Regions from separate parts of the Sus scrofa genome. Here region 1 is linked to region 2. A link is a contact called in public Hi-C data. All regions are on one chromosome and are shown on one strand. The core of a region is the stretch at or near the end of the contact, and the rest is flanking DNA. Distances in the headings are between cores, read along the strand shown. Region 1 holds the start of PDLIM1 (PDZ and LIM domain 1). Region 2 overlaps PDLIM1 (PDZ and LIM domain 1).

The links. A called contact is a pair of places that touch in the nucleus more often than the background predicts.
Region 1: a Hi-C map of retroperitoneal adipose tissue shows a contact between it and region 2, with 2.1 times the contacts expected there. The contact joins the promoter of PDLIM1 here to the enhancer-like site in region 2. A contact is called at or near these places in 13 of 47 Hi-C or Micro-C datasets (alveolar macrophages, embryonic fibroblasts, fibroblasts and 5 more) and 2 of 2 datasets of contacts at active chromatin or transcription factors (alveolar macrophages and skeletal muscle).

Annotation. Positions count from the first base shown.
Region 1 is chr14:106,792,024-106,794,942 of Sscrofa11.1, reverse strand. It overlaps PDLIM1 (PDZ and LIM domain 1), which reads left to right and starts at 1,337. Exons shown (of 7, transcript NM_001315778.1): 1 at 1,337-1,486. The coding sequence starts at 1,391.
Region 2 is chr14:106,754,020-106,756,987 of Sscrofa11.1, reverse strand. PDLIM1 (PDZ and LIM domain 1) reads left to right here. Exons shown (of 7, transcript NM_001315778.1): 5 at 2,176-2,327. Among named protein-coding and RNA genes, the nearest start is that of PDLIM1, 38 kb to the left of the region's middle. Within about 2 kb of position 1,612, at least 19 of the 83 cell types and tissues checked have an H3K27ac peak or open chromatin away from gene starts, as enhancers often do. A contact at or near this core is called in retroperitoneal adipose tissue, where this site is marked.

The DNA.
Region 1 (2,919 bases), core at 88-2,587, 38 kb before region 2:
ACCCTCTTGAAACTAATGCTTAGGGGTGAGTGGGGCAGGGGATGTGGGAGGAGGATAAATGAAATATTGAGTATGTCTGATGGTGATAAACACAATGGGAAAATAAAAGCAGGAGAAGATGACAGGGTGTTCTAGAGAGGTTTTAAATAGAGTCTCAGAGATGGCCTGAGATTATGACATCTGAACAAAGGGGGAGTCTTAGGATGGCTGAGAGAAAAGCATTCCAGAGGGCCTGATCAAAGCCCTGAGGCAGTAGCAACAAGGACAGTGTGGGCTGGGAAGCAGCAGAAGGAGATGAGATCAGAGAGGGAGTTGGGGCCATTTCGTGGGTGCCCCTACAAGCATTTTAGGGATTTCAACTTGACTTAGAGTGAAGTAGGGGACCCAGGGGACAAGGAGACGTGGTCTGATTTGCCTTGGAGTATGTACTCCAGGGAGAGGCGGGCAAAGCCCAGTGAGGAGGCTAGTGGCAGGCTGGGAACCCAGGTCCTCGGACTTAACCCAGTTCCCTTTCCGGCTCTGCCCCGCGTCAGACACGAGGTCTCATTTGTTGGGAAGGTCAGAACCGACAGCGAATACAAGCCGGGAGGAAAGGTTTCTAGGAAGGTTTTGAAGTCCACTTGTAACTTCCAGCGATGGTCTCATTAGCATTAGAAAAGTTCCAGTGTGGGGTTCTTTAGCTCGGGGAACCTGGGCAACAGTCCAGTTACACCGTTGCCAGAGCTCCGTGGCCTCAGGCAAGTCTTCTAATCTCAGGCCGACCCAGTTAACTCATCTGTAAAATGGGGCTATAAATGCCCTGACTGCTTCAGATTTTCAAATAAGACCACTCGAAAAGCACCTTTAACATGTAATTGTCGTTTACAAAAAAGCAAATATGAAAAATGGAGCTGACCTCAAAGGGCTGACTTTGCACAGCACTTCTAAACTCGTTTTAAAACGCGAAGCTTTGTCTCCTCCGCGGTCGCCCGAACCTGCCGGCCTCTCACCTGGCGCCTGCGGCGGGGCTGGGAGCGCAGCCGGGTGGCAGGTGGGAAGGCAGGGAGGTGGCGCTGGGGGCCGGGGCGGGGCTGCTGAGATCTCGAGCCCCCACTCCTCCCCTGACCCGACCCCGGGCTTTCTCTGCCTAACTCCCGGCGGGAGCCCTCGGCGGGCACGCGGGGCGGGGTGCGGCTGCGGGCCGCGGGAGGGAGGACGGGCTGGGCGGGCGGCCGGCGACGCGACCTGGGCGGAGCCGCCGCCGCCCTCCTCCCGCCCAGCTCCCGCCCGCCCCAGGCTCCCGGGGCCCAAGCCGCGCGCTCTTTTTCCGACAGCTGCCGGGGAGCCCAGCGCGCCGTTCTGCCTCCTGCCAGGTCTGTCCGCTCGGGTCGCCGCCCGCCGTCACCGCGCCATGACCACCCAGCAAATTGTTCTCCAGGGCCCGGGGCCGTGGGGCTTCCGTCTCGTGGGGGGCAAGGACTTCGAGCAGCCTCTCGCCATCTCTCGGGTAAGAGCAGCCGGCGACGCGAGGGGAGCAGGGCCATCCCAGGCTGGGGAGTGGCGTGTCCTGGAGGGGACCTGGGGCGGCGGGGGCCCGGCAGGCGCTGGCGGAGACGGCGGTTTTGGGAGCCTGGGACCGAGCCGGGACTGCCGGGCGCATCCAGGTGCGCCAGGTGCGCCAAGCGCTTTCCGCGCGCCTTGGGCCCGCGGCTCTCGCCGCCCTTGCCTAACGCCGCGCTCTAGGGCGAGCCTGCCGGCTGCAGAGCATCTACTTACCTCGTTCGCGGGAAAGAAGGGGGCAGTTTTCGTTCTTCGCCCCGGAAGCATGGCCGGTGTGTGGATGCGCTTTGTCAGCCGGCGAGGGGCGGAGAGATCCAGGGGCCGAGGATCTCCGCAGATGCCGCACGCTGGGAGATAGCACTTCCCCGTTCTTCAGAAGCCGCAGAGTGGCAGAAAGTAGTTTGAAGTAGCAGGAACGACCTGGAAAATGAAGTGGAATGGGTGGGCTAGTGATATTAACTTTAAATACAGCAATCGAAACAACTAGTTTCTTACTCTTTGGACTTGATCCATGAGCAGGTTTCACCTCTCTAATGTCTTTTGGAGAAATGGTGGGATTTTTGGAAAAAAACCAACCCGAATAAAAACCTTGTTGGATAGTCTACTCCTTTTCGGGATTATTAATCGATCAGCCCTTTTCCCCCAGGGGTGGGGTTCCCACCTTGTGTGGGTGCGTCTGAGGGAAGTTGGTGCTTGAAAAATTTTTGGAAGGCCCTCCTCTGTTTGGAAGGGCCCAGGTTCAGTCAGAGATGACCAGATCCATCACTCCTAAATAAAGCAGAAACCCAAGGGAGACCCAGGCTCAGTGTTTCCAGGCCCAGGCTTTGATCATCTAATCTGGGCTAAAGGGAAGTTTAATGCCCCACCGAGAGTTGCCACATTCACTGTGACACCTAGAGAGGGGCTAAGAAATATTGAAAGAAAGGAGCAAACAGCCCTCTGGTGTCCACACCTTGCTAGGCCGCTCATTTCATTCTTAGGCTTATCCTCTTGCTGAAGGTGACCCTAGACCTGCCTTCCCAGCCATTTGAACATTCTTTTTTCTTGGAGTAGGAAGGTAGAGAGGGAAGGGGAAGATCCCTAAGGGTCTTTTTGACTTAAGTCCCTGCCTCCAGCCCCTGAAAGAATATGGTGAGAGGTGCAGGAGGAAAAGAGCTGGGGCCTCCTCTTCGGTTTTTCTCCAGCGATGGCCCCAACTGCATTTCCTTCCAGGTGGGCTTAGTGGTGTGATGGGGTCTTCTGTGACCATCCCGCTCCCAAAAGGGGCAGGTACTTCAGTTCCTAGGCCCTATCTTCTCCCCATCTTTCACCTGCTGTCCCATGGGGACCTCTTTGATTATTCTTGCAGGTACACAATGTCTTCTCAGCCACCAGCAGCAT
Region 2 (2,968 bases), core at 363-2,862:
CCTTGTGACAGGCAGTAACCTTCAGGAGATCAGCAACAAAATATTGAAAGTGTGTGTCTGCTGCTCGCACCTCCCCCTCACCGTTTTCGTATCCTGATAGTCCCGCTTTTCTTCCTTGGGTGGTTATTTCAGCCTGGTCTGTAGTAAAGGTTAAAGAATGTCACGGTCACCAGGATGCAGTCACCTCCGAGGGTGAGAGCCTGAGTGCCTCAGGCTGTGAAGACTCTTGGATACCGAACCTGAGAGCGGAGGTGCATATCAAAGGAATGATTTCAGAGAGCTCAGGCCTCTTTTGTTCCTGCTCCCGGCCCTTTGTGGCAAAAACTCCTATATATTCTAGCTCCACCCTCATCTCCTGGGAGCGGTTCCTTGGGGCTGCCTCCCTGTGCTGTTGTCTCCTGGGCTTAAGTCCTAATTTCACCCCACATAAAAATTAACTCTCAACGCTCAGGTTGTGGATTTTTTTCGTTGACACAGGCAATATGTTTGGAAAGGGAAGCAAAATAGGGCCTTTCTGCTTTTTGTAATTATGAGAATTAACATACGTCTTTTCTCTCAAAGGAAGTCTTGTGAGTCCATTTTGTTCCTGCTTCGCCTGAGACACCCTCCTCCACCCCCCCTTCCCTCTTCTCCCAGTAAAAACTGTGTTCAAATTAGCCAACTGAGAAGAAGGTGCACCCTGATCTGACCAATGGGAAGGGGACAGCGATGTCACCTGCATTAGGGATAAATAGGGAGGGTCTTTTCTTCTTTGCCCTTCTGCAGAAGTAAAGAGCCTTGTCAAGACCTCCCCGCGTTCATGTGTCTCACTTTCTGACACTGACAATCCGAGCCCGAGTCATTTTAATTCTCCAACATAATGAATATGTACTCCAAAGGACATGAGTTTGAATAACCTTGTGTTTTATTATTAAAACGGTAAATATTTGGTTCTAAGTCAGATGAGAACCCTTTGAGCCAATCATGACACCGTCTGGTGCTTGAGTTTAAAATATCACTCTGGCCTCTGATGAGAAGTAAGACGGTGCTGGGGCTGAGGGTGGTGGCAGAGGGGCAAGTTAACAGAGGCTGTCAGCCCTGTTGGGTGGTGTGGCTGGGACAGGGGGTGGAGAGAAGGGTTGGGTCTCAGGACAGACTTTATAGGTAAAGCTGATAGGAGTCTCTCACTCTCCTCCTGCCAGACCAGGCAGCAAAGGGCCCTCCCCTGACCCCGGTGCTTGGTCCTGTCTGATTTTACAGCCCAGGGACAAAGGAAAGAGAGGAGAGGTCTTGCCACGCACCTGTTGACCTGCAGATTGGTTGGGGAAAGATGGGGTCTTCTGATATACTTGCTGGTTGGTTGGGGGTGTATATTGCCCTAGAGGGCCTGGGTGAGAAGTGGGCCACATACCTTCCTAGTAGGGGGTTGAGAGGGCCGGGTTGCTCAAAGAGGGGGAGGTGGCATTACAATGAGATGGTGGGGTGGTGATAAGGATAATTGCTGTCTTGGCCAGAGACTTTGAGTTCAACCTCCTTGAAGGGGTGATGAAGTCCAGCAGGGCCTCGGTCCCCTCCCTGACACGGAACCACACTTTACTGTTTACAAAGCTCTTGCCTTGCTCCTCCTGGCCACCAACCCTGCGAAGTGGTCAGGGCAGACACTGTTATCTCCATGTGGTAGGGAAGGAGACCCGAGAGCCTCACTGTGAGAGTGAGGAATTTAGAGAGACCGAGAAAGCACTTTGATGTCATCAGGAATGAAGATCATGGATTTCTGCTCTGGGGAGTGGACATGGCCTGTCCCCAGGGCCCCAGCTGTGTCCCTAGTGCTCAGGTTGTGGTTGGCATTTTCCCTCTTTGAAATTTTCTTTCAACATCATTTGTTTATGTAATTTAGAAAGAAGCACAGCATTCCCGGTCCATGGGACTAGGCCAAAAAGTAATGGAGTTCCTGAAACTATTTGGAAAAATAGTTTCATTGTCTGGAAGCAGCAGCTGGCTCTGCCTGCAGACACCTCACAGTGCTGGTGGGAGGTCTGTGGCCACGCTAAGAGAGGGCTTCTCTCGTGATCATGGGGGTCATCTCTCTCCTCCCTTTGAACCAGGGGTGTCTTGGCTTGGAAAGGGGTGCCTGGTGAATTTTCTTTTTCTTCTAACTTTTGGCATGTCCTGATAACTCGCAAACATTCTTTACAGCTTAGACCATTCTCAGCTTCCAAGCGGGCTCGTCATCGACAAAGAATCTGAAGTTTACAAGATGCTTCAGGAGAAACAGGAGTTAAATGAGCCTCCGAAACAGTCCACTTCGTTCCTGGTTTTGCAGGAAATCCTGGAGTCTGAGGAAAAAGGTAAACAGCCCTGTGTGTGGTCAGAGGCTCTGGTTCAAGGCCGGGGGTGAGGGGCTGTCATTGCTGAAGCAAAGGTGAGTACAGCCCCAGGAGGTGGAAGGAACCACTTGCTCTGGAAGGCCCGGCTCTTGAAATGCAAAAGCTCTTTAAGGAAGGCGCTGGAGAAGGGGAGGGGGGAATGAGTGGGCTCCCAGCCCCACATGGGGTAGCTGTTTCTTGTCCTAGGAGCCCAGGGAGGCTGAGGGCAGGGTGTGCTGACCCTTGTGGGATTCTGATGGTCTGTCCCTTGGCCACCATGCTTCTGTAGTGGTTTGCACGTGTGAGTGGGTGGAAGGCTGTGGCTTGGGACAAGCAGAATGAAAATGAACAGCAAGCAGAGTGAAATGAGTGAGCATCACAGTGAAGCCAGGTGCTGGGCTTCATCTTGGGGCCACATGCTTGTTCTTGCTCTTGGCTGAGTGGCCTCCTGAGAGCCCACAATTGGGTCGTATCTCTTCTTCCTGCCCCTCCCACCCACCTCCCTGGTGTGAACTTAGGCAGGTCTCTGAACTGTTCTAGGTCTCCTGCTCATTTGTCAACTGGAGATAAAAATCCTTTCCTCTACGAGCAAACGTTGTAAATTGCACAAAACACCCATCACT